Regions from separate parts of the Arabidopsis thaliana genome. Here region 2 is linked to region 1. Evidence: chromatin contacts called from public ChIA-PET data. All regions are on one chromosome and are shown on one strand. The core of a region is the stretch at or near the end of the contact, and the rest is flanking DNA. Distances in the headings are between cores, read along the strand shown.

Region 1 (7,843 bases), core at 3,341-5,840:
ATCATGAGAATTCACAGATCTCTACCATTGAGACCAGAGATCGACGATGTAGAAACGGCAACTTCTCTGATACAAAACGTTGAAAAGGAAGATCGGAATCGTTTAGAAGCCATTGATAAACTTGTTAAAACCTCTTCCTCTGAGGTTCCTTTAGAGCTTTTCAATGTGTTCAAGGAGATGAAGAAAAGTCTTGTTCGTTTCCAGAGCACAGAACAGACAAGAGAAGCTACGAAAATTCTCGATCTGGAATCTGTACACGTTGTGTTCGACGAATTGATTCAGAGAGCTTCTTTTTGCATTGCTTCTCCCAACAGCACCACCGCTTTGCCTCGGTCTGTTCCGGTACCGGCGCCGGTTGTTTCTTCTGATGAGATTCCTTTCAAGTCAAAGGAAATTATCTCGCGTGACGATACGTTTGTGAAGAAAGCTAAATCTTCGTTTTATAGTGATGGGTTGTTAGCTCCTAGTAAGCCCCAGGTTCTGGATTCAACACTTCATCAGGCTAAGAACGTTGCAGGTGAGTTTCATTTGAAATGCCTTTTACATTAGGATCTGAAGTTTTGAGATTTATATATGTATAGTAGGTAGGCCATGAAATGTTTTGACTTTTAGATTAGATTCATATAGTGTTTTCATGTGGTTTTGTTTGCTTTTCCCAATGGAGATTTATAACTGTAGTCTAATCAATGTTTGGGTAGGCCATGGAAAAAAGTGTTTGGAATTGAAATGTTTCAACTTTTTGATAGAATCTGAGGTTAAGATTTATATAGTGCTTTTCATGTGGTTAGTTTGCTTTTTCAATGGAATCTAAGCTTGAGATTTCATGTGTTTAGAATGTGTTCCAACGGAGTCTGTTTGTCTCTAATTGTAGTGGAATTATTATTATGTGTGTGTAGGCAATGATGGGGAGAAGTTGAGTCTCATAAAACTTGCTAGTTTGATTGAGGTATCTGCCAAGAAAGCTACTCAAGAGCTAAATTTGCAGCACAGGCTGATGGATCAGCTCGAATGGCTTCCGGATTCTCTAGGCAAGTTATCGAGTCTTGTCAGGCTAGATCTGTCTGAGAATTGTATCATGGTACTACCGGCAACCATAGGAGGGCTTATTTCTTTGACGAGGCTTGATTTGCATTCGAATAGAATTGGTCAGCTCCCTGAGTCTATAGGAGATTTGCTAAACTTGGTCAACCTGAATCTTAGTGGAAACCAATTATCATCTCTTCCATCGTCATTTAATAGATTGATACATCTTGAGGAACTTGATTTGAGCTCTAACAGCCTCTCTATTCTCCCTGAATCTATTGGTTCTCTCGTGAGCCTAAAGAAGCTCGATGTTGAAACAAATAACATCGAAGAGATTCCACATAGTATCTCTGGCTGTTCTTCCATGGAAGAACTCCGTGCAGATTACAACAGACTTAAAGCTCTTCCAGAAGCTGTTGGGAAGTTATCTACCTTAGAGATTCTGACTGTCCGTTATAATAACATTCGGCAGCTACCCACAACAATGTCCTCCATGGCTAACCTCAAAGAGCTAGATGTGAGTTTCAACGAGCTTGAGTCAGTACCAGAGAGTTTATGTTATGCCAAAACACTTGTTAAGCTTAACATCGGGAACAATTTTGCCAACCTAAGATCACTCCCGGGATTAATAGGCAACCTTGAGAAGCTAGAAGAGCTTGATATGAGCAATAACCAGATCCGTTTCCTTCCCTACTCTTTTAAAACGCTTTCAAATCTGCGTGTTCTTCAAACAGAACAAAATCCACTTGAAGAGCTTCCAAGGGATATAACCGAAAAAGGCGCACAGGTTCTTTCTTAACTTCAGTTATTTTTGTCCTCCTTCGACATATGTGTAGATTATGGAGTTTGTCGTTTGTGTCACTCATGCATGATTAATTCATGCTCTTTACTATATCATCTCAGGCCGTGGTTCAATACATGAATGATCTTGTGGAGGCAAGAAACACCAAATCTCAAAGAACTAAGCCGAAAAAGAGTTGGGTTAACAGTATTTGCTTCTTCTGCAAGTCCTCTACCAACTAGAGAAAACAGAGCAGCATGGAGATCCTCTAAACCACTCTGAACAAATCCGACCTTTTAATCGTCAGGTAGATTTCTTTCTTAGAGCTCCAAAGAACATGGAATCTAAACCAAAAAACCTAAATTTCATTTCCTGTTTCAGGCAGGACAGAAGAATCCCGTCGTCTCCAGACAGTTCACCATTCATTCTTTTATTCACAATCACATGATTCTTCACACAATTTCACTTTACTCTTCGTCGTGGTGTTTGTTTATACCTCAATTATGACTGGATCCTAAGGAAAATATAATTGCATTTGTTAATCTCAAAGTGATTATATTCTTGTTTCTCTAACTAAATTTTTGTTTCTTTTGATGTTGCATGTATTGATTCAATTAGAGATCACGTCCACGAGGAAAAAGATATAGTCTTCACATGCTAAACATAGTTAAGGTTAAATATGATTTTACTTACAACTAAACAAACTAGATTCACTCATAAGTTGATATATATTCAAGGATTAACATTTTAAATATATATATCAAATTACTAACAAAGTTAAGGCTAAACCAAGGTCAGATCATCACAACCTTCAGCTACTTAGTTTTTAAAGGGTACATATTCTGTCTTCATTCTCTGCACCAAATCACATAGTTTCTTCCTATGAAACTCCACTTTAGTTTCTTCCTGCATATCGTCCATCGGCGTTTTTAATTTCTTTCAACAAATCCATTCGAGGAGCACTATACAACTGAAACACGACAAAGACATTAGAGGTCATCAAGCACAACTATGTACGTCCTTTTGAAATAACCAAACAATAGAGATTCATTAACACCATTTCTTGCTTTTACCTGCCCTAGATAGTCCAACTTCTTTTCCTTTCCTTTCAACACATCCATTCGAGGCGCCCTAAACAACTGAAACATGACAAAGACATTAGAGGTAATCAAGCATAACTATCTATGTCCTTTCAAAATCAACAAACTAGTATAGAGATTCATTAACACCAATTCTTGCTTTTACCTTCCCTAGATCGTCCAACATCTTTTCCTTTTTTTCCAACTTAAACATTAGAGCCTCACAACTCTGAAATATGACAAGACATTACATGTCAACCATGACTAATTTCTTTTCAAAATCAAACTGTTAAGATCCATTATGGCTTTTTTTTCTTTTACCTGAACCATTTGTTTCGCCATCTTTTTCATTTTTTCCACCTCAGCCAGCTTAGCCTCATACGTCTGAAACATGAGAAGACATTACATGTTAACCATAACTATAGTTGTCTTTTCAAAATCAAACAACTTGAGGTGCATAACACCATTTCTTGCTTACCTTTATTATGGACTCTGCTTCAGCCAACGCCTGAAACGTGAGAAGACGGTAACTGTATCCTTTCACACACACACAAATGAATAAAAAAACAATTTCTTGCTTACCTGATGAGCTTTTTTTATTTTTTTATTTAAATTAGGGGTTAAAGCATCATCTGAAGGAAAGACAATAAACACATTGATGAAGCTTGTTTCCCCAAAAAGTAAATCATAAACTAATCAAGAACCTTTAAAGCCACATACTTGTGAAGTATCCAAGAGCAAATATTGGTGAATTCGCAAAAGCTCTCCCAAATAATCCCTTCTTCTGGTGATAAAAGACAAATGATGCAATTATTCCCCATTCAAATCTCTCTGTTCATAGTTTATCAAGATCAAGCAAAAGAGCCGAATACAAAAACAAAGAAACAAGCAGGAGAGTGTACTTACCATGATCTTCTTCTTGACCACCTCCTGAAATAGAAATTTTAGGGATTCTCTTAGCCTACAATGTATATATGGAAATAAAGTATCAAAGAACAAATTCACTATAAATGTAATTACAGGGAACTAAAAGTTGCCAGAGCAGATTTCAATCAAACCAAAAACAAAATCATTATAAGGAAGTAAAAAACACCATGAGCATCACTTTTGCATTGATTATTGGTCTCTTAGGAAAAAAAGTCAGAAGCTTTCAAGCATTAGCGATCTTACGAGTCAAAAAGGCTCTGCAAAAACCGTAACAAAACCCCTAACACCAAAACTCCAAAATCAAAATTCACCATAAATGTCATTACATGGAACTAGAAGTTACCAAAACAGATTTCAATCAAACCAAAAACAAAGTCTTTCTCGATATAAGGAAGTGAAAAAGGAAAAACCACCAAGATCATCACTTTTTCACTATTTCTTGTTCTCTTAGGAAAAATTTGGGAACTTTCAAGCATTAGCGAACTTATGGGTCAAAAAGGCTCTAAAAAACACTAGCATAAACCCTAATAACAAAAACCCTGACAACAAAATCAGACAGAAAGAAGAGAAACAAACAGAGAAACGGCATTGAATGTAAGAAAGGAAAAATGGGTAAGACCTAGAAGACCAATGCGAGATCGACGAGGAGATGCTGCTATAGTCTTAGATTTTTTGAGAAGACAGTAGTAACGCAGGCAAAAGTTCGGAAAGTTCTTCTTCAGTACCTTTTTAGTAAATGGAAAACAAGAGAGACGAAGAAGCAAACCGGGTTTAGTGGAATTTTTTTACTTAAAAACAATTTATTTCGGTTTGGTTCTCTCTTGTTGGACCGTGTTTGTTGGAAAGGCCCAGGAAGTCGAAAAGCCCAAAATAAAATTAAATAAAATGGCTTTATGATCATATGCGAGTATGTGACTGTATTGAGAAAACATTACAAGATCTCAACCAACCATAAGTTCAGACTTCAGACTAATCTCATTATCATAAGTGTAAGTAATCTTGAAAATGTGAACATTGTTACCTTTTAGATCCATCGAGTAGGCATCCAGAAAATTGTTGCCTTTAGATCAATCGACTATGGATCTTACTTCATTTGTTGCCTTTTAGATATTTTAGGTAGCTAAAATTTGGGTTAAGATAGTTGGCTACTAATAGTACTGTAAGTACATATATAAAGGTATGTTTGTACGATAACTTATATAATAAGTCTATGATCCAGAAACTTGACTGCAAAAGAGTTATAAGCACTAATCAATAATCTACTCTTCTTGTAAATTAGATTTGTTGGAAAACAAACAAACATGATCTCGAAATTTGAACTCCATCTGAGATTTGATTAAATACACTGGATTACAACAAGGAGAAAAGAGAGAAAAACTTTAAAAGATCTCTCTAATCCTAATTAAACTCACTTTACATAACTTTTATGCAATTAATTATTGCCATAATAAAACAAAAATTAGTGTTAATTAAGGAAGAAACGTAGGAATGGTAGTAGAAGAGTGTTGGTGATGTTGATGACGATGAGCTTGATCTTTCATCTCCGCCGTAGAAGCATGACCACACCGGTCACATCTCACCGGCGTAAGAATCCTGCGACAAGAAGGACAAGAAGACCTAGAAACTAGCCATTTGTCAATACACTCCACGTGGAAAGAATGACCACAAAGAGGAAGCACTCTTATTTCTTCACCGTCGGCGAAGTCAGTGAGGCAAATAGCACATTCCGTCGAGTCTCCCTCTTCAGCGGCGGCGCCGGAGGTTGATTCCGCGGCGGTGAAAGTGGATCTTGGAAGAGACTGAAGAGCTTTCTTTTTCAAGCCTTTGTTCGGTGACGGCGAATCTCCTCCGGCTGTAAACCGCCGGAGCCAAGCGCATCGTACGACGGCGGCGAGACCAGCAACGCAGATAAGAGCGCAAAGAAGAGCCGACAAGATCACCACCATGTCGGATTCCGCTGCGATCATCTCCTCCGACGGTTGTGGTGGTGGCGCCGCCGTCTCAAGTAATCTTGACGGTCGAGTCATTGCTTTTTGAGCTTTGGAGACTTTTCTTTCTTTGTGTGAGTTTGAAGACAAGAAAATGTGTGGAGTGATGAAGATAAGAAAGAATCTTGATCCACGTTATAATAGAGACACATAAAGGATACATACATTATGATATACATCTTTACTTATATAATAATATTGCAAACAAATAAGATATTTGTAATATTTAATATCAAATCTGTATGATAATAATAATACACGCAGAAAAGTTTGGATGAAGGGAAACAAAATTAGTAAGTATTATTATTTGGTTGTTTATTCGAAGTTATTGGCTGAATTAGTGTTTACATGCAATTTGCATCTCCTATTTAGAGTATTGTTGTTTCGTGTGGACACATATTCTGTTTAAAAACAAACATTTTGCTCTTAATGGAGATGCATCTATCTATCTCCAACTTCTTAGATCACAAACCATTTTTTTCTTAGGATTATAAATAAATAAAAAAGTTTATTTTCTTTTCTTGGGTGTGTGTATGTTCAATTTTTGTTATGAAATTCTCTTATGACTAGTCAACTGATGTTGAGATCATGATGACTTATTTTGATTTTATTCTATATATTAAAAATATTTGTTGTATGTTATTTAAAATTCAGATAGTGAGAGAGATGATTATATTTTTTGAAATTGGAAGGAAACTTGGAGTAAATAATATAAGAAGAAAAGATGGGTCGGTGGAGGTTGGCTTTATAGGTTCTGTTTTGACGAACACATTATCAAAAGGTATAAGTAAGCTCTTTTCTCACCTAAACGGCTAAACCTACCTTCGATTAGACCATTTTATTTTTAATTCTCTTACATTTATTTAAAAATATTTTGGATAATATGATTTTCTATCATAATAAATAAAAATAGATGGAAAAAGACAAATGAGAGATCAAATTGTGGAAATAGTATGTTATTTTTTAATAACACCGGCCAATATTAGCTTATTGCACTTTTATTTCTTAAAATATTTTTAAACATTCTAGTTTCTTAATATCAGTTTTTTTTTTTGACCAGCCATTTAACCGACCATTATTAGTATATACGATTTATTTTTAAGCTAGAACCTCGAAATTCACATTTTGCTTCTAATGTATTTGGTTTTTGTTTAAATCGTCTTTTAATATATTTTGGATCTTGTAAGTTTTGTTTTTGTAAGCCTAGGTGAGATCTGGATTCTAAATCTATTACCGAAAACAGAATCTTTGAAAGTGGATCAACGTGTCCATAAATTTGGTAGCGATGCATATATTATAAATCTAAATACTGTAGGATACAATTTGACACGTAATGTATTGGTGAATTTTAATAGGAATTATTAAACCGCAGGTACACGTCTATTCTATATACTTTTGATATTCGTCACTTTAAATATGAAGTTCACACCTCAACCACTTGACTCTTTTATGACTAAATCAAGCTCTAAACCGTGTCTAAACCGTGTCTAAACCATATATAAAGTCAATCTCAAATTCTCAATAATCATTCTCTTTACTTATAAGTTTATACCAAACCATATTGGTTCAAACATATATTAATTGTCACTTGGAACCAATACCCTCAACATAAACTTTTAATTACTAGACCATGCATGATGATTTTTTTAATAAGAATATCTATCAAAATATATTGGTTTGATATATGTACCTTTAAAACTAAATGATACATTAGACACTATAAGATATAATATATTAGCATCTTTTTGAAAATGTCGTCACTTGTTTATAAACTGATAATGTTTTCCTCTTCTGTTAGCATTTTGGGTAGCTCATAACATTCTATAGGAAAAGAAAGAAATACAACTTTAACCAACTCTAGTTTGTGACTTTAGCAGTATAAGGACACCCGAAATGGAATCTCCTTAGCTAAAATGCTTTTTTAAACGTCTCTTTATCTGAATGCAAGACATGTGAATCTTACTAAAATACAAAGCAAAAGACAAAACTAAAATAAACGAAAATCAATAATGGATGAAAGAAAAAAAAGCCGTTTTAGCCAAAGT
Region 2 (7,843 bases), core at 2,973-5,472, 40 kb after region 1:
GCTACCATTTTTCTCACTGTCAAATGACTAGAGAGCATAAAATCAAATAATTTATTGTAGTAGCAAAGGTAAGCAAACAAGCCAATGACCCTCTAACTCTATGGTAAAATAGAATGTACCTGTCATCCATCCGAGCCTGAGCTTCAATATAGGACAATGCTGCAGAAGACTTGATAATACTCTTTGTGAATCTCGTTGAGATAATCTCAGCGTCAGGGCTCATTTCCTAAATATATGAATTATGCTTAAGCTAACCGTTTACCAATTTGCTAATATGCCTCGCAATGACAATTGAAAATGGATAAAGCATACCCAAATAACCGAGAATGCAAGCCTTTCCACATCAGCTCTAAGAGAGCAAATATCTACAAGCAATATCATGTTTCATGAGTGCATAGAAATTCCAACACAAAGGGAATGTATTTCTGTAAGAAGATATTACCTTCAGTTAAAGGTTTGGGAAGCATGTCAATACGGCGCTCAACAAGGTAGACAGATGTGCCTCTTTTTGATGCCTCATCATCCAAAGGAGTACCAGGGTGAACAAAATTCGTTACATCAGCAATGTCTAATCAAACATGGTCAAGGATAAGCATCATATATATTCACTCCCAAGACAAGAAGAGAATACAACGGAACTAGCTACAAATTCTGGAAGATACCGATTCACTAAAAGGCATAAAGCAGATCACCTCAAAAGCACTTCTCGTACTAGATAATTATGATAAAAGCGAACTATGAAGCTAAAAGGTAATATGAGCCATTTCAATGCTTTGGTTAAATATATCCCACAAACTGATTTTTAACTCATTGACTATTGACATGTCCTAAATTGAAAGCACAGTCATATTTATGAGAATCTGAGGACTCTAGGATACGGACTCCAAGTTCAAAGTTCCCGTTTGGAAGCGATGTACAGTGCAATGCATCATCAATATCCTTGCAACCTGTTAGCACCAAATAAAGTTAATCTGCTTGTGCACAACTAACTGCAGACTCTGGGAGACATTTAAATTTGGCTTGAATCATATATACTTTATAAAATGTAAAGCTCTAGATACATACCCGGAGGGTCCACACTAAAGACAAGCAAATGTCGTAAGTCTTGCCTAACAGGATTGGATACGTCTTCAGAGGATACAGACCAAGGTAAGGGTGGCAAGCATGCCAGAACTTGAGAAGAGAACGGCGAGTAGTCAACATCATTCTCTATCAACACAACCTGCAGCATTCACAAGAAAGAGTATTGATGTTATATTCAATTATCTAAATCAGTTACTTCTCTGAAGAAAGGAAACCAATATACTTTTCCTACTCTTGCCCACCTAACTCCTACTAGAATAGAATCGAATAAATTAATATGATCCCTTACCTCTGTTTCAGTTTCCTTGTCACCTATTTTGCCGATTGGTCGTACGTAATGACCAGAAGGATATCGAGATTGACGGTCCCAGGAATCAACTGCCACTACTATCCTCATATCCAAAAGGTTCTGCAGCTGTCGAGTATTAATGCGGATCTTGGGAATTCTGCGATCTTTAGAGACAAATAAAGCATGTGCCGTTCCACCACTACCAGCAGGTAGTGACATCGGTTCAAGAGATCCACAATAGCTGCATGAAAACATACAAATTAGGAACCGTCATCCAGAAACCATGGCTTGAAACAGAAGACAAACTTAAGGAAAAGTAAAGCATAATTGCACAGACAAAGGACACTGAATCAAGAGTACTAAAGATAATCGTCCAGTCACATATGTAGTCACCAGAAACAGGTACCTCTAATGAGAATGTATTAACAAGTCTGTTAACATGATCTCATATGATATATCAATGTCTCAATTAGAAAAAAAAACAAGCAAGAAGGTAAGGGTAATCAAGTAATGAACTCACGAGTGCCAATTTCTACGGATAACACCGACTACACGGCCTGATGGACGAACAGGGGCTGCATTTTTATCCCCAGAAGTTTCATGGGATAAATTTGAGGTTCTAGGAGCATCATCAACATTGTCGGGAGCCAAATGAACAGTATCATCCTCTTCATCATCTGCATTTGAATTTGATATTTGGAAGAAAGATAAGTTTAACACAACGTCATGCAAGGAAATAACTGCTGTAAAATATATGTAGATATTGAAAGAGACCTTCTTCAGCTATAGATAATGCCTTCTCATCTTGCCATTGATCCCGAGGCAAGAGTTCGACTGCAACAATATCACCATCAAAAGCCCTGTTCATGTTGCTGCGCCCATAGATAATTATCTCTTCACCAATGCTCTCGCTTCCAACATAAGCTTCGTAAGGATTGAAACGATTGACCCGGAGTTTTCCTTGATGATATATTCCACGGTGTAAGCCAGCAGTAATCTCAGACATGGGCTTATGCTGCAGGCAGGAAAAAAAACAAAATTGGAGATAAAAGTTGTTTGATGGCAGTATCAAGTTACCCAAAGCTGAGACTGAAAAACAAATGTGTTTATCTCCATTACCTCTTGGTATATAAGTTTCCTCTTCGAAGGTCTAGAATCATCTGCATCTTCCATAGTTATGTCTTCATTGGTTGGTTGGGCAAGCAGATCCAGCAATTCAGGTTGTCCAAGTGATTTAACATAAGCCTCAACTGATACAGAAACATTCATTGATAAACTTCAACATCATGTAGCAAGACACACAAACAGTCATGCAAAACCAAGCTTCGACAACTTCTATGAAAAATATAGATGATTCACATACTTGTCTCCGCAGATATTCCCTCTTCAGTGGCCTTCCGTTTATTTTCCCTATCATTAGTTACAAGCAACACCTGAGATGTATCCCCTAGATGCTTCTGGTACCATAGAGTAGCGACGCGAATAGCTGAATTCCAGATAAATTTAAAATTTTAATAACAGATGCTTACCAAGAGAAGTATGTAAGTTCATCATCAAGAAAGTAACATGATGTTAACAAACAAAGAAGGTGATTGAATAGTAAATAAAACCTCTATCGTTGTGGTCATTTGCACTCTCTTTCTCCATGGCTTGCACATAAGTATCCCTGTGAAGAGTTTAGTAAACGCGAGAAAACAACGATAAGGACACGGAGAAAAGCGTTTCTATAGCTTAGTAGGTTCCAGTAAGGAGAGCATCTAATCAATATAACCGAACAGAAATTCCAAAATCATTGAATTCTTTATGTTCTTTTGTCCACCTAAAATCTGGTTAATCTAAAAGCTAAAAGTTCGAACAAGGTCTTCTTACTTGTGGACATGATTGGAGAAAACATAGAATTGTCTCGCTGGATTGCTGCAGAGAAGTCTGATTCTATTGTAAACCGATCTATTCCTGTTCTTAACTTCGTCCAACACCACAGACAGAACAACAACAGTGTCTATAGCCTTATTTTCCAACAAATCAATCTACCAGAAACAAACAAAATATTACATTAGTAATACCCACAAGCTCAAAACTTTTAGCTTATGTAATCAAATTAAAGAAAAATTACTTGGTGAAGAACGACGTTGGTATCAACAACGATTATCTTAGAGGAAGACAAACGAGCAGCTGAAGAATCACAAGACTTGCAAGAGAAAGCTCCACAGTATATGTCATCTCGTAGATAAACCTCTCTTACTTGCTGTCGCAGACAAAGAGTTAAAAGTTACAATAACGAACAAAAAAACTCGGAAGGAAGAAGAAGAAGAAGCATAGAGAGATTGAAGAGAAACCTTTTGGATTCTTCCTCCTCTGGTTTTCTTATTGAAAACTTTGCTCTGCAACATCTTCAATTTCTTGCTGGAAAACTTTTCGATTTCGCCGGTGAAGAAGATTTCAGTCGTCAGAACGGAAGAGAGGAAGAAGCTTTTTAAAGCCTTTAAATTTAAACCTAAGCCAGCCAACTTGACTACTAAAATTTTCAATTCTATAGCTCCTTATTCGTTCATGGTTAACGAAACGATGACGGTTAAAACCGGTTTAGTTACTTTTTCTCTAACCGGCTCAATCTGATTAAACCGAAGTAAACACAGCAATACAGCTAGTAAACTCGGTATTACTCTTGATGGAAAAAGGTCAAAAACACTCTTTTTATTTTAACCAAAACTAACCAATTTTTGCAAGATAATATTGCATACCTAAGATCATTTACCTTGATCTCATAGAAATTTTTTTAATGATGCATCTCCAATTATACCGATACAATTTCTAGTAAATAAATCAGTGTTCAATAAAGTGGGATAGGCGTCGTCTAGGACGCCTAGGCACTAAACGCTTTTATACCGTTTTGACTTTTTCAAAATCGGTTCTATTAATCAGTGAGATAGATTTGGCAGACTATGTAAACATTAAGCGGATTAGACTCTCATTAGGTGGGTTAGGCTAGGCGGATCTAATCGTCTCTTAATATTTTTTAAAAATTTCAAAAATATATTTTAAATAATTTTAAGGACACCTATACTTTTTATTATTTTATTTTATTTTACTAAAATGTTAAATTTTAAATTTATTTTTAAAAATTTGATAATTTCCGTTTTTTATAATAGTTTTTGCAACAGTTCAGATAATAGTATATAAATATATATCGTTTTATTCTAAAACCGATTAAACCGGCTAAAATTGTCTAGGCCTCGACTAAGCGTTCTATGCGCTAAGCGGAGGGTCACCGCCAGCTAAGCGCCTAACATTTTCTTAAACACTGAAATAAACACAAAATTATATGATAAGAAGTACGATTAAACCAAAAATAATCGTCACAATTTTTGCCACTATGTCTAATGTATATGTGATTGTTTTACCTTTAACAAAAGAAAATGTGATTTATTTACCTTTAACAATATGAAAATTTGTTTTTTTTAACACAATTAGTAATTTTAGTGATATTTTCACTCGAATTTGTTGATAGCAAAAGGTGTTTAGAAGACCAAAAAGCTTAACGCATATTGGCTCGGCTCGGCCGAATAAGTTAGCTGGACAGTACGGTGGGGCACACGAAGATCCTTAAACCGCAGCCTCAGACAAACCTTACTCGAAGCAAAACAGTGTTTGGTTCGTTCGTGGGGGTTTAAAAAAAAAAAAAAAACTTTTGTATTTTTTTCCATTAAAATATTTTTTTGTTAAGAAGATTCAAAAGGAGAACGCGTTAGACACACTAAGGGTGGGGGCAAGGGAGGAGAAACTCGCCGGACAGAGACGGAGATCCCTAAACCGCAGCCTCAGACTAAAGCTTCGCATCTTATCTCCGATCCATCGTTGACTTCACTCTTAGGTAAATTCGAAAACCCTTTCTCTTATCTTTTATCTCCCAATTCTTAAATTCGATGATTGACTCGTCCTCCTCTGTTTTTTCACAGCTGATCATCATCATCATCTCTATCTCTGTTCGGATTCTCCATAATTGATCCGGACCATGCCGCCGAGATGTCCTTTCCTCCGCCATCTTTTCTTCTTACTACTATTACTCTCACCATGGATCATGTCTCCTTGCGGCGGCGCTGCCGACGATGTGACGTATCCGATCGTTCCATCTAGTCCCGGCCGCAGATCAATTTTGCAGATTCGTCGGTGAGTTTCTTCCATCCTCTGCATGTTTAAAAATACTTAGTTAGTATTTGATTCTGGTGACACTGTTTTAGGTATCATTAGCATTGTAAACGTGATGGACTAGTGATTAGGTTTTGGTGGTGGCAAGAATTGGTTTGATTACATTTTGATAGATGTTTTTGATTCTTCTCTATGTGGTTACTGGTTGTGATGTTATCTGTCTTCTACTCAGTGAACCACCAACAGAGCCAAATACGAAACTTGTTGTTGATCGTGATGGGAAGGTGTTTTTAAAGCAGCAACCGAAAGAAACACCATACTGGTCCTTTTCAACAGGATCACCAATGCACTCGTTATATCAGGCTCCTGCTAATAACAACACAGAAAATGCTACTGAGATAACTCGTCCTCACATAATTGTTGAATATCTGAACAACTCAAAGGCGGCTACTACTGTCGATGGCTATCATAATTGGGTATGAAGCATCTCTCTCTTTACTTCATTATTACTGGACTTTGTTTATCTTAACTTTGTTTCGGCACATATTCACTGCAGACAGTTCAGGAGTTTTTTAGGCAGAAGCCACTTGTAACAGATGATGGTGTGACTCTTGGATCAGAAACAACTAGTGCCTATTTGGTTGATGGTAGATCAGGGAGGCTGATTCATGTTTACAAATCAACTGGAGATACTAAGATTACTAATGCTCTCGTGAAGCCCGCTAGCACTGAAGATTTTGTGAATGAACCTCTTCTTATCAGGCGAACAGATTCCAAACTTGAGCATTTTAGTAAAACCACTGGGAAGCTTGTCTGGAATTTGACGGTTTCTCACTTCAGAGCTGCTTTACTATGTGATCCTGTTTTCAATTCTGGCTATGACCTCGGTCCTAAACTTCAAACTGGAATTTATATGCCATTGTTATGTGGATCACAAATTGACGTTCGTGGCCCAGAAATTGTTATCAGGGTGCTCCATGATCAGCCAATGAATGTGAAAATGCTACCCTCCCCTTCCCTAAATCACTTCGAGAGCGAAAACAGCATCATGCCTTTTGGAAAAGCCAGAGAGTCAAGAAAGTTACAAGAGCAACATAAGCAGAAATATACATATTTGTTTGGACAATGGTCACCAGTAAAGTTATTGGCCCCTTTAGTGCTTCTAGGTGTTGTTGTCTCTGTTTTCATTAAAAAGTTTTCGTCGAGGGGCAGTGATGTTAGTTTGAAAGCTGGACCTTCCAAAAAGAAGAAGAACCGTAAATCCGCGAAGGATACAAATAGGCAGTCAGTTCCTCGTGGCCAGGATCAGTTCGAGCTCATTGAAGGAGGTCAAATGTTACTAGGCTTCAATAACTTTCAAAGTGGTGCAACTGATGGGAGAAAGATCGGTAAGTTGTTTCTGTCAAGTAAAGAAATTGCAAAGGGAAGTAACGGAACTGTGGTGTTTGAGGGTATTTACGAAGGCCGGCCTGTAGCTGTAAAACGCCTTGTTCGATCTCATCATGAGGTTGCTTTCAAAGAGATTCAAAACCTCATTGCATCAGACCAACACACAAACATCATTCGGTGGTATGGTGTGGAGTATGATCAAGATTTTGTATACCTTTCTCTAGAGCGTTGCACCTGCAGTTTAGATGATCTAATCAAATCCTATTTAGAGTTTTCTATGACAAAAGTATTGGAAAACAACGATTCTACTGAAGGAGTGGCTGCTTATAAGATCCAACTTGATTCTTTGGAGGGAGTTATCAAAGGAAACAACTTTTGGAAAGTGGGGGGTCACCCGTCACCTCTCATGCTTAAACTAATGAGGTTAATTTGGACTTCGTACTTTTTTATATATGTCATAATATTCTTTGATTAAGTGATGTTCTATTTGAACATCAAAGGTAGCTATGGTTCTGATAAGTCTAGGCTATGTGATACAATAAACAGTAGAATTAGTTCAAACCTTGTTTACTGATTTACTGTTTAAACTTATATTTTTCAGATTGTTTGTATTGTGATGCAGGGATATAGTTTGTGGAATCGTCCACTTACACGAATTGGGAATAGTTCATCGGGACTTGAAGCCACAAAATGTGTTAATTAGTAAAGATATGACTTTGAGTGCAAAACTGTCCGATATGGGCATTAGCAAGCGTATGTCCAGAGATATGTCATCATTGGGTCACCTTGCCACAGGTAAGTTGTTTTTTATTATCTTTTTTTATGCCCAAAATATTGGATTTGTAACACTTTCAAAAATAGGACTGATTGATCTCGCAAAACAAAACTAACACTAGAGAAAAACTACATAATGTCATAAGTTGGTCAATAGAATGC

What was found. ChIA-PET counts read pairs in DNA pulled down with a chosen protein or histone mark.
Region 2: a contact with region 1 is called in an H3K4me3 ChIA-PET map of shoot, with 10 read pairs. The contact joins the promoter of EMB2763 here to the promoter of AT2G17442 in region 1. A contact is called at or near these places in 4 of 26 Hi-C or Micro-C datasets (leaf, root, rosette leaf and 1 more), 1 of 2 datasets of contacts at active chromatin or transcription factors (shoot) and 1 of 3 other capture datasets (seedling).

The regions. Positions count from the first base shown.
Region 1 is chr2:7,571,361-7,579,203 of TAIR10.1, forward strand. It overlaps AT2G17442, which reads right to left and starts at 4,591. Exons shown (of 9, transcript NM_001124863.2): 1 at 4,430-4,591; 2 at 3,790-3,844; 3 at 3,604-3,667; 4 at 3,466-3,515; 5 at 3,362-3,391; 6 at 3,205-3,267; 7 at 3,050-3,112; 8 at 2,878-2,943; 9 at 2,456-2,774. The coding sequence starts at 3,792. The coding sequence ends at 2,700. It overlaps RHA3A (RING-H2 finger A3A), which reads right to left and starts at 6,486. Exons shown (of 1, transcript NM_127300.4): 1 at 5,028-6,486. The coding sequence starts at 5,837. The coding sequence ends at 5,280. It overlaps PIRL5 (plant intracellular ras group-related LRR 5), which reads left to right. Exons shown (of 4, transcript NM_127299.4): 1 at 1-517; 2 at 897-1,810; 3 at 1,927-2,111; 4 at 2,186-2,518. The coding sequence ends at 2,046.
Region 2 is chr2:7,612,120-7,619,962 of TAIR10.1, forward strand. It overlaps EMB2763 (ribonuclease II family protein), which reads right to left and starts at 4,223. Exons shown (of 25, transcript NM_001202612.1): 1 at 4,114-4,223; 2 at 3,709-3,887; 3 at 3,486-3,617; 4 at 3,242-3,399; 5 at 2,983-3,038; 6 at 2,736-2,858; 7 at 2,492-2,622; 8 at 2,147-2,387; 9 at 1,893-2,049; 10 at 1,307-1,613; 11 at 1,066-1,222; 12 at 843-947; 13 at 443-568; 14 at 313-365; 1 more. The coding sequence starts at 4,123. IRE1A (Endoribonuclease/protein kinase IRE1-like protein) reads left to right here and starts at 5,032. Exons shown (of 8, transcript NM_127306.4): 1 at 5,032-5,243; 2 at 5,329-5,539; 3 at 5,751-5,994; 4 at 6,075-7,330; 5 at 7,530-7,702. The coding sequence starts at 5,385.